Regions from separate parts of the Mus musculus genome. Here region 2 is linked to region 1. The links are chromatin contacts, called in public HiChIP or PLAC-seq maps. All regions are on one chromosome and are shown on one strand. Each heading gives the region's core, a stretch centred on a gene start, on an enhancer-like site or on the middle of the called end of the contact. The rest is flanking DNA. Distances are from core to core; before and after follow the strand shown. Region 1 has its middle 15 kb from the start of Gm41294. Region 2 has its middle 18 kb from the start of Gm34316.

What was found. HiChIP or PLAC-seq counts read pairs in DNA pulled down with a chosen protein or histone mark.
Region 2: a contact with region 1 is called in an H3K4me3 HiChIP or PLAC-seq map of the SCID.adh cell line, with 12 read pairs. The contact joins two enhancer-like sites. A contact is called at or near these places in 3 of 39 promoter capture datasets (the C10 cell line, cranial neural crest and liver), 1 of 15 datasets of contacts at CTCF or cohesin (the NIH/3T3 cell line), 7 of 484 Hi-C or Micro-C datasets (CD4 T cells, bone marrow-derived macrophages, cerebral cortex and 4 more) and 8 of 115 datasets of contacts at active chromatin or transcription factors (the SCID.adh cell line, T-cell acute lymphoblastic leukemia, cardiomyocytes and 5 more).

Annotation. Positions count from the first base shown.
Region 1 is chr15:36,302,194-36,305,120 of GRCm38.p6, reverse strand. No RefSeq gene overlaps it. Among named protein-coding and RNA genes, the nearest start is that of Gm41294, 15 kb to the left of the region's middle. Within about 2 kb of position 1,445, at least 61 of the 459 cell types and tissues checked have an H3K27ac peak or open chromatin away from gene starts, as enhancers often do. A contact at or near this core is called in the SCID.adh cell line, where this site is marked.
Region 2 is chr15:36,473,128-36,476,054 of GRCm38.p6, reverse strand. No RefSeq gene overlaps it. Among named protein-coding and RNA genes, the nearest start is that of Gm34316, 18 kb to the right of the region's middle. Within about 2 kb of position 1,419, at least 17 of the 459 cell types and tissues checked have an H3K27ac peak or open chromatin away from gene starts, as enhancers often do. A contact at or near this core is called in the SCID.adh cell line, where this site is marked.

The sequences.
Region 1 (2,927 bases), core at 196-2,695:
GCTGGCTCCACTGCATTTGACTCCTCAGAACCAAAGGATGCTTTGGAAAAGTCATTCATGGCTTGGATTAGAGCCCAGAGTAAAAAGTAAACAAGGTTAGAGGCTGAGCTGTCAGACTGAATTTTCAAAATATTATAGGCTAACTGTCACGTGACACTAGACATCTGTTATCATTCATTTAACTTTTATAACAACTGCATTGAGATAATTTACATGCTCTGGAAATTCAGCCTTCCCACTTTACCTATTTACCTTTACTTAAAAACAACAAAACAAAACGAAAAAAATCGAGCTCCCATCAACTTCCAGACTTAGTGTCCAAGACCCTGGGCAGCTTTTACAAAGAGTGGACAGCAGAAACCAGCATACCATAGCAGTCAAAAGTGACAGTCGATAGCCTAGCACAAAGGGGAAAATCAAAACTATAAATAGGGGCATAGTAATTCTGAAGGGGTGTACTACCACGTCTGCGCTTCTAAGAGTGTTTTCCTGAGGCTTTTTTGGTTCTGAGGGACAGCTCAAGTTACATCTAATATTAGGGAAGGAGCCATAAACACGGATTGAAACGGGGCTCTAGGCTCCACGGGTCCTTCTGGAATCCAGCAAATTCAGCACGCAGCAGGAAGAGCCTCCTGACTCGATGTCATCAGGAACCCCAGGTTACCTCGGGATTTCAGCGGCAGGATTCACCTTAGGAGCTGTTTGGTTTTGTTCCTCAGCTTCCCCTGCCCTCTCCTTTCTGGCTTGTCAGTGTCTTTCAAAAGGTTCTCTGTCTGCCCCCAGCCGGCTGCCTCATTCACTTTCCATCAAGCAGATAAGCAGCTCACAGGACCACTTCAACCTGCTCTGTAACTAGCCTGTATAGTGTTCTGCTGCAGCTTTGCAAAGCTCTGGGCTGTTGCCACGCCCCATTGTCGGTCCCCACACTCTCCTCTCTTTAGATTGCTAGTCCCACTACTGAAGGAATCTGGGTGTGTGACCTCTATCTCTACCCCACAGCTTTTAAGCCTCAGAATATTTAGTTTCGCATCATTATGATTGTTCTACCCCCACTGGCTGTCTCTGTGCATCAAAACAAAACCTCGGTGGTGATTTGAATAGGAATGGCCTCCATAGTCTCCTGTTTGAATTCTTGGTTCATAGGGAGTGGCACTATTAGGAGGTGTGGCCTTGTTGGAGGAAGTGTGTCACTGTGGGGGCGGGCTTTGGGGTCTTATATGTGTTCAGGCTAGGTCCAGTGTGGTACACAGTCTCCTTCTGCTGTCCAAGGATCGAGATGTAGAACTCTCAGCTCCTTCTCCAGCTGCATGTCTGCCTGCATGCTGCCACACTTCCCGCCATGATGATAGTGTACTAAACCTCTGAAACTGTAAGCCCGGACACGGTGACTCTTCACAACAACACCACACAACTCTCAGCAACCACATCAGACAGCTCACGGCTTCCTGGAACTCCAGCTCCTCCGATCTCCTCAGGCACCTGCATTCACATTCACACACCTACACACCGACACATACATGTAACCAAAAACCATGAAATAAGTCTGTTTTAAATAACAAAGGGGAATATAGGATTGTCTAGCTGTCATTTTTCAGCTAGCAAATATCTTAGTGATTTGATTCACTTGGCAGTAAAATGAGGATGATAATACATGCACCCATCCAGGTTGTCAAATTGAGAAAACACATGAAGGCTATCAAGGTGATTCAGCTGCTAAAGGAGATCGCTGCCAGGTCTGGGCACCTGAGTTCAGTCCCAAAGGTTGTCCTTTGACCTACACACACACACACACACACACACACACACACACACACACACACACGTAAATAAATAAATGCAACTCAATAAAGAGAATATCCCAATGAAACTTTAGGAACAGGTACCTGGTTCTTAGTGAAGGGCTCACTGGATACATTTGTAATGTTGGTTCAGGTTTACTGCCCTTGGCATATTTGTTGTTCTGGCATAAAAATGGAGCTATGTGTTATATACTACCAGACTCTGTATAATCCTGATAATGGTGGAGATTTCCCTGTTTCTATGTGTCCTCTCTGAACACAAGTTGAGTATTTCATTTCCAAAGCAAGAAAATTGCTTCAATTAAGCTATTTTACTGTAGGATCACAGTTTGTTGGGCATGGGGGGGGGGGGGGTTGGGTCTCCCAAGCTTGTGAGAATTGTTCACTTATATTGGTGCCTCACATAAAGGCAATCCTCAATGCAGACAGTTGTCAGTGTGACAGTAAACACCTTTGAAAAACAACACAGGCTGTAGCTGCTGCCAAGACGGATCTAAGACAGCCTCTGGAGATTCTGGCTAGCTCTGGGGTGACTTCCTGCCTAGAAATAAGACAGGAAAGTGCTGGCTCATAGAACTGGGGTCTGAAAGCAGTGGGACTCAGGGAAACAATCAGAATCATACAGGACGTTTTAGAACAAGCTGAAGGCAGGGCTCACCTTAGACCAGTGGTTCTCAACCTGTGAGTCCTGACCCCTTTGGACAAGGTTTGCCTAGAACCATCAGAAAACATAGATTTTACATTATGATTTATAATAGTAGCAAAATTACAGCTACGAGATAAAAAGGAAAATAACATTATACTTGGGGTCACCACAACAAGTGGAACTGTATTAAAGAGTCACAGTGTCAGGAAGGTTGGGAGAACCACTGGCTTAGACTGAGTAAATGCTGAGACTCAGATATGGGGCCAGGGAATGAAGATGGCAAGCAGGGCGTTTAAAAGCTCCCCAAACCTTACAGTGGACAGCCTAGACTGAGAACCCTACTTTTCTAGGGTTTTCTGTAATTTGCTTCTGTACCAGGCACCTCTTCAAAGACAGACCATCAGGTGAGGCAGAGGAAGGAAAATGACACTGCTCCCTGCACCCCATGCCAAAGTGTGTGTGTGTGTGTGTGTGTGTACACG
Region 2 (2,927 bases), core at 170-2,669, 170 kb before region 1:
GGAAATGTATTAGTTTGTGGTACACTTCAAGGCCAGCAACTGGGTACCCTCCCCCACCCCGTGTGCGTGTGTGTGTGTGTGTGTGTGTGTGTGTGTGTGTGTGTGTGTGTGATGCAGTCTGAGGTCTTTAGGTCTTCTATACTTAGGCTCTGCCCTCTGGTTACTGAATCCTCAGGCTTGTTCTGAGGCATGGGTGGAATTTTCAGGTTTCATCCATGTATAACATGCAGAAGAAGCTGTCTTTCCTATGACTTCTTTCTGTGTGACACCCCCATAGAAGCTTCCCAGAGCACCAAGTTCTCACCAGCAGCCTGTCTGCATGAATTCAGCATTGGTGCCATGGGAGAATTAGAACCTATGGGATCTGGACCATAGATGTGGATGGGTGGCCTTTAGTGGGCAAGGGTCATAGTTGTGCTGTGTCCCAAAGTGCATGTTACAGGCTTGTACAACCCCCGTGTGGGTCCTAGTGTGCTGGACAATCCTGTGTTAAGAAAACAGATTCTGCTACTGTGGGAGGCTAACCCTAACTCCATTTTACATTGAAAACATTTTATGTGTATAGCTGTTTTGCACATGTGTGTCAGTATACCATCTGTGTGCCTGGTGCCTGTGAAGGCCCGGAGAGCACACTGGGTTCCCTGGTACCAGAGAACAGATGGTCGTAAGCTGTCATGTCAGTGAACTGATCCGGAGCCCAGCCCCAGTGGAGCATCTTATGAACCGTAAGCAGCGGACATTGCTGAATAAGAAAGCTGGCGGGGCGCAAATCAGAGTGCTCTAGTTAAGAGGCGTCCTCCGTGGCCTCCGTCCTAGCTCCTGCCTCAGCTTCCCTCATTTATGGATTGTAACCTGCTAGAAGTAAACCGTCCCTACCCAGGTTGTCTTTGGTCCTGGTGTTTATCACAGCGGTAGAATGCTAACTAGGACTGCCTTCCTCTGTTGCCCAAGGCACAGGGATGGCCGCTGGCCTGGTGAGTTGGCCACATCCTTTGAAGTCAAGAACTGCAGTCTGGATTCCTCCTGACCACACTCATCCCGAGCTCAGCTGGAACAGTAGCAGAGCTGTTTGGGGGAATCCAACACTGGCCAATCAAATGCTGGGGAGATGGCACGGCGGTAAAATATTTGCCGAACAAGCTTGAGGACTAGAGTGTGGGTCCCTAGCAGGAGTCCTGCTTTCACCCCACATCCTCTGGAAATTGTGAGTGAGTGTAGAGTTCCTCTCTCGTGTGGGGTGGGGGAGGATAGGCTGCAGCTGAGCTGTGGGTCTTCACGGACTTTGTGCTGTTCGTTTCTGCTATGAGCATAATTCTCTTCATGTCATTTTCTGTCATCACAGGGTGGAAGACAGGAATCCCTTTTAGTATGAGTCAGCAAGAATAGAAGGTCTTTTTTCTGACTCCCCGGGGCCCGCCATGCTGACACTTTGCATTCGCCTCCTGTTCAGAGTGCAGCTGTGGGCTCCAGGCATCCTTGCCAGTGTGGAAGTGTCTGCTTCCTAACGAAGGACTTGAGTTAGCGAGTAAGGAAGTAGCATTGTAAACCATGGAAATCATGTCCATTGTCCTCGAATTCCGTGAGTCACTGGAGTGAAGCTGGACACACGGGCATTAACAACGTTGCCATAATCATGGAAGTTCAGAAATCCTGCACAGGGTGGGTGTGGGGTACAGGGAGGGCCTGAGCCACTGATCCCACCAAAGGAAAACAGCAGGAACAAAGAAATCTGATTCCTCCACTGCTCTCAGCACCTGCACTGTCCTCTTGTCTACCGATCTCGACCTCTGTGTGTGTGCTCATCTGGGTATTTTAAAATACAGATCTCTCATATCAGATACACTAAACTGTCTTGCTGTTGTGGTCTACGTTGATAGTCTTCACAACATTATGTCAAGCTGATAGCAAAAGAAGCCACAGATGCAGGAGTCTAGCGGCTCCCATTCATTTGTCCACAGGAGAGTCACTGCAAACCTAACATCCCGTCAATAAACAGTTTCTCTCAGCAATATTTCCACTCCTCAAAAGCACATCCATGCCACCTTCTCAGAGAGCATCCCAAGATGTGATGTGTCGGGTACTCAGCAGATGGCCCGTGTCAATCACAGGCAACACCTTCCACTGCACTGTCGTTCTTGTCAGAGCACTGTCTCTGCAGGTTCACTGCAGGCTGCAAACTTGATTTAATTTAGGAGATCAGTGATTACAGGAACCAGGCAAACATCTAAGCCCTGGAGGTCATGCAGTGACTTAGTTGATGGTGTTTAGCAGTGGTGGCATATCTCTTAAGTTAGAGGCCAGCCTCAGCTACAAAGTGAGTTTCACATAAATAATTAATGAGTAAACAAATAGGTAAATAAGTAAATGCTGTTCAGAAGCATCCCAGTGTAGTGACGCACCTGCCTGTAGACCTAGCACGCAGACTCTGAGACAAGAGACTCACACAGTCAAGGCTAACCCAATCTACGTGCTGAGACTCTGAGGTGACAAGACAGGAGCAATAGGCAGTGTTCGCCCTCCGCACATACATTATGCCACAGGTCCCCTCCAGGTATAAAACATTTCAGCAAATTTACATTTGTTTCTATTTACAGTATCTTTATGTGTGTTTAAAGCATTATAGCACATGGGCTGGTGAGATGGCACTCACCGTGGATGCCAGGACACCACAGTCTGATACCAGGAACCCACAGCTAATGGACATCGGGAAGATTAAAGGTGGATTAAACAACACCAGGTGTGGTGGCACACGCCTTTGATCCCAGCACTTAGGAGTCAGAGACAGGGCCAGCCTCGTCTACACAGTGAGTTCCAGGATAGCCAGGACTATATAGAGAGACCCTGTCTCAAAGGCAAAAATTAAATAAAAATAAATAAAAATGGTGGATGGAGAGAACCAACTCCACAGATTGACCTCTGACATACAT